Linked DNA regions of Triticum aestivum: region 1 is linked to region 2. Evidence: chromatin contacts called from public Hi-C data. All regions are on one chromosome and are shown on one strand. Each heading gives the region's core, a stretch centred on a gene start, on an enhancer-like site or on the middle of the called end of the contact. The rest is flanking DNA. Distances are from core to core; before and after follow the strand shown. Region 1 holds the start of LOC123043210 (putative disease resistance protein RGA3). Region 2 holds the start of LOC123043208.

The links. Hi-C and Micro-C count contacts between places; a contact is called where the count stands out from the background.
Region 1: a Hi-C map of leaf shows a contact between it and region 2, with 5 times the contacts expected there. The contact joins the promoter of LOC123043210 here to the promoter of LOC123043208 in region 2. A contact is called at or near these places in 3 of 5 Hi-C or Micro-C datasets (all in leaf).

Annotation. Positions count from the first base shown.
Region 1 is chr2B:24,830,511-24,833,210 of IWGSC CS RefSeq v2.1, forward strand. It overlaps LOC123043210 (putative disease resistance protein RGA3), which reads right to left and starts at 1,356. Exons shown (of 1, transcript XM_044465586.1): 1 at 1-1,356. The coding sequence starts at 1,049.
Region 2 is chr2B:24,537,022-24,539,721 of IWGSC CS RefSeq v2.1, forward strand. It overlaps LOC123043208, which reads right to left and starts at 1,284. Exons shown (of 4, transcript XM_044465584.1): 1 at 1,110-1,284; 2 at 238-899. The coding sequence starts at 644.

The DNA.
Region 1 (2,700 bases), core at 106-2,605, 290 kb after region 2:
TCCCGGAACGGGGCTAATACGTCCTCCCAAGTTGTCCTCATCTTCTCCGTCCAGTCACGGCCGGACTCGTCGTTGCACACGTCGTCGAGCACGAGCAGGCACCTCCTGGAGCCGACCAGCCCGCGGATCGCCTGCTGTAGCACGCCGAAGCTCATCCCCGCGGCGGCGCATTTCTCGTCGACGCCGCTTGATCCGGGGATGGACCTCCATATCTCGGCCAGCAGCTCGGTCTCGGTGAACATGCATCGAACGCTCGCCCACACCATCAGATCGAAGTGCTTGTTGTTGTCCCCGTTGATTCTCTTGTCATGCCATGCCCGCCGAGCGATCATGGTCTTCCCGATGCCGCTGTGGCCGATGACCGCCACGACATTCTTGTTGCTGCTGCTGCTACTGGGCTGGTCGCTGACGTTGTTGAGCAGGGCCGAGACGAGCCGGCCATACTCCTGCTCGTACCCCACGAACAGTTCTTGGCCCGTCGCCCCCGGTAGCAGCGGGCCAGTCGCCTTTCGTGACACGGAGCGCGAGTATCCTCGGCCTCGGCCCCGGCTGCCGCCGGAGTCGATCCGCGGCAGCTGGGCGAGATCCCGCAAGCTCTGCTGGATAAGCGGAAGCTCGTCCAGGAGTTTCTTGAGCCGGTTGAACGCCTTGTCCCTGCCGATCAGCCGTCGGCCGGCTCTGGCCGCGGAGTGAGCAACCTGAGCAAGCTTGTTGTCGCGCAAGTTGGACATGACGATGTCGTCGTAGGTGAAGACGTCCAGGACGGACTCCACATCGTGGATGGCGTCGACCAGCCGGCCCACCCAGCTAGCCATCCCGCCGCCGGCGGAGACGTCCTCGTCGGAGCGCCGCCGTTGAGCCTGCTGCTGGACGGCCTCGATGGTCGTGGTCATCTGGTCCAGGACATCAACAAGCTGTTCGAGGTGCTTGGCCAGATGTTTGAAGCTCGAGTACTTGCTGCTCACCAAGGATCTGGCCTCGCCGATGAGCTCCTTGATGATCGGCGAGAATACCCACCCACCAACCACCAGCAGCGTGCCGGCCGGCATGGCTACGCACTCTGCTGATGCCTTGACGACAAAGCCGTGCCGGCCCAAGGATCGATCGAACCTGGCTAGCTAGCTATAGGCTTGCCCGACGTGATTTAAGTAGCTACTCTAACTGCTAACTTATTTAATCAAGAGACCACTCATGCGGGGGAATGAAGCTGAGCTAGCGGAGAAGGGATTTTGCGCGGTTTACGCGTGCGTACCGCGGGATCGTGCCCGTCCGTTGGTTTTGAAGTCACCGCTCGGTCAGGCCGGCACCAGGTGCATCTATCAATAGCTTTTGGCCCATTATTAGATGTAAAAATGCAACGGGTCAGATTTCGCCATACGTCGGACTACAAGATGTTTACCCGCACTTCACATCGCATTCTCCCATCAATAAATTTTTGTGTTTAATTTTTTGACCCAAACACAAAGGAAAATGGTCATATATTTTGAACCAAATGTTCAGTTTTGAATTTGTTTTCATTTTCAACTTTGTCTTGATGAGATCTTTGAAACAAGATCCATGTCGAAAATGTTTTTTGATTATTGTTATTTTGCTTTTTGAAACTTCACTTGAGATTTAGTTTAAGCAAGTGCATGAACATATAAATGTTACAGTTACTTTTGAAAATAATAATAGTAATAAATTTGAAAAATATACTCAACATTGATCTTGTTTTGAACATGTTGTCAAAACAAAAAAGGTGGTAAAAGAAAAAACAAATTAAATTCAGAGGAATGATTCAACATATATGACTATATTTATGTTTGAAGAAAGTACGTAATAAATACATCCTCCGTCCCAAAGTAAGTGACTCAACTTTGTGAGACTCAGGGGGTGTTTGGTTTCAGGGACTTTTTTGTGTTGGGACTAAAAAAAGTTCCTAGCAAACCAAACAGGGGGGACCTCTTTAAGACTTTTTGCTTTTTTTTTGAAGCACCTTCTTGAGAGTTTTTTTTCAAAAAGTCCTAAGGACTAGAAAAAGTCCTAGGACTAGAAAACCAAACACCACCTCAATGATGGGAGAGGAAAGAGTGGAGTGAGGGTTCTTTTGTTTTTGACATAGTATATGAGGCCCTTTTTTGCAAATGTTGAGCACCATATAGCAGGATTGGTAGGGAGGCCTCGTCGTAATCTGTGGCGCTCGTGGTATCCACCATCGCCACGCTTTGTGTTCGCTGTCATCGCGCAGGGCTGTAAAGTCCTGTTGGGGACGGCCGACTCATAAAAAATGCTTCATTTTACACATCACTTAAGCACTACTGACATGGATATTAGCCTTAAATCAGAGACAATCAGAGATGTTAGGGGGGTCAGGCCCCTGCTGGTCCCCACTGTCTCTGCCACTACATGTGCCACACTCGGCAGCTCATGTGTCTCGGCGGCTACAGGGCCAGGCCAGGCGTCACTGCAGGCCACGGAGCGGCACTGCAGCCATGCATCAGCGGGAAGGGCAGGCCACGGAGCAATCAGGCAGAGCATGAGCCGATCGCTTCGTCCAGCCGTGGGAGCCGTTCCCAGGAATTTCGCGCTGCAGCAGATCGCGCGCGCCCTCACACGGAGAAGACGCTGTTTCCCCTAATCCTATGCCATGTCGCACCGATTTCCCCGTTGTTTCTTGGCAAGTTAACTGTCACCGGGAAAACCTCTGTGAGCTACTAGCTC
Region 2 (2,700 bases), core at 34-2,533:
TTTTCTATAAAGTTAGTCAAACTTTACAAAGTTTGACTTTGACTAAATCTTATATGCAGACTACAAAGAAACGGAGGGAGTACAATGACAGTCCCGGTCTACTTTGTACAGAGGGAGTAATAAAAAACGCCATGAAGAAGGAATATGTGTTTCTTCAGGGCCGGAGGGAAGAAAAATGGAATACATACTGCCAGTATCATCTTTAACCCAAGTAATAAAACAAATTTGTGGATTTACCTGCTCAATGTATGTGAGTTGGCCGAGAATGCTTGGAGGAGCACTTGTTTGTAATCAGATCCAAAAGCCACTTGACAATTGCAGATGATGCCCTCTAGCTGGTCCAAAGAGCCCGGCAAGATGAGTCGGGCACGGCCAGGGTCCATGTGGGCATGTGACGGATAGTGAAGCTGCCGCACGTTGCTGCTGGTTGGAGTTGGAGTGTCGTCGCCATCACTAGATGCATAGCCGTCATGGCTGCTGCTTTGGGAGTGGCACCCGCTGAGGGAGAAACAGCAGACGATGGTGTCTGCCTGGATCGAGTAGGGGGGCTGCTCGATGGACCGGAGGAGGTTCTTGGTAGCAGCACACACCTCGCCCCTGTCCCATAGGTTCAGTCTGCAAATTTCTTCTTCAAGACGTTGCATTGCAACAGCTAGCCTGGTTCACTGAGCTTTGGGATAGCCAAGCACCGCAAGAGAAGGAAGCGGCTGCAGATTGTAATCTTTGAAGCGTGGTGACAGGGCAGCACCAAGAAGGGCCATACAAATACAAGGCCTAGTGGCCAGGAGGGGCAATCGACGCGCGGGTATCAAGGTGCTGCTAGTCCGTCGTCGCCGATGGGCAGCCGGCCGGCTGTACATGCGCCCCAGCGATAGATCCTCCCCGCAGCCGAGCGAGCACTGAGACAGAAAATTCGGAGAAAATCTTCCTTAAAAAGATGAGATGGATCAACTGACGCAGCAACAACGAGTAGCCGAGGAATGGAAGATCCGACAGAGAGGGCGAGAGCTTCAAGCTTCAAACCCCCAAAGCTAGCCCAAAGCCGAAAGATCCCCCCAAAAATGGGAGCAACAAAAGGGGAAAGCGGGGAGTGAGGGCGGAATCGGTACCTCCAAGTCGGGCCTCCCGGCCGGCGTATTTGCGGCGCTGCGCCTGAATCGCTCGCGACGGCGCCCCGAGAGAGAGGTGGAGCACCCTCGGCGAGAACGGAGTGAGGCGTGTGAGGGGCGAGGAAAGGGACGACACAGGAAGACGATGGTTTTTGGGGCCGTGTGGACCCTTGGCCGTGGCGCTAAGCCGGGCCACGTAGATACAAGGAATTGTTTTTGGTAAGAAGGAATTGACATGTACTAGGATGCCCCTCTGAACACATGACTAGTACCAGTTTGTAAAACAGCCAATCCCGGAGCAGCGACCCAAACGAACATTAATTTTGTTTTTCTGTTTTTGTTTCGGTCACCCTTCTGCTCGGCCGTGTTTGCTTTTTTATTTGGATTGGCCGGTGCGTCCAACAGGGGGCGGATGCATTTTGTGCATGTTCGTCCCGACATTTCGTCAAACACGTAGCGGGCAAGGACACTAGTGCACGTTGACCTATATCGTTGTTCCAGCAGGCGCAGGAGGAGTAGCGGTACGACATGTTCCTCCTGGAGCAGCACCGGCTGGCGGAGGGTCAGATCGACGACGAGCGCGCGAGCGAGGAGGCCGTGACGATCATCGCCGTGACGAACCCCAAGTTCGTCGTGGAGCAGCATGCGATCTAAAAGGTCACCCGCGCTCAAGCGGCCGCTCGACAGGAAGCAGCCGTTGTGGAGGTGTAATTGTAGGCGATCGCCAAGGAGAACAATGTCAGCTGCGCCTACACGCATCGTCGACGAACTATTTGGCAGCCCTGTAGGATGACGACAGTGCGAGCGGCACCATTTTCATCGTGGACCTCACGTCCATCGGCGACGGACAGGTCGCGGACTCCTCCGAGGGTAAGTAGGGCACGGGAGGCGGCAGGGCCTTGTGTCCCATGTGGGCCGGTCTGTCTTTCATATTCTACTCTTTCTCGTCCGAGACCACACCTTCAGTTCACGGGTCTTATCGTCGGTGCTCATGAAAACGGCGGATGGAGGATGCGGTCTCAGGATGGGAACAACAAGGGCTTGGACGCCGGCGGCCGCGATAGTTTTTTTTCTAAATATTCAAAATGTAAAGAAAACCCCCATGTTTCATGTTTGCATGAATGTGGTCCGTTTGTGTAAACTATATCCGAACTTTAAATGAAATCCAGCCGTGTGTGCATAAATTTCGTCTGGTTAGTTCGGATGGTAGTTAGGAGTTGGTTTAGATTTGAACCAGACCTTTGTGTAATCCCATTTAAAAATATGATCATTCGGTGGGGATCAAATCAAATTAAAAGCTGGCACTAGATAAGGATGCTGAAAGAATCACGCTGGGAAAAAAAGAGCTACAAGACCGAAAAGTCCATTCTGCACCCGAGCTCATATGCTCCCGCATGAATAGTAAAATTAAAAAAAAATCGAAAAAAATTCAAAAATTTCCAAATTTTTTTTGAGACAAACATTGACAAAAGTTCTAAGTGCCTGCAAAAATTCGTCATGAAATCACATTCCTAGAAGGCGTGGCAAAAAAACAAATTCAGTGCTTCAAAATGCGTTTGAAAGTAGCTTCTTCAGAGTATTTTTTTTGTTT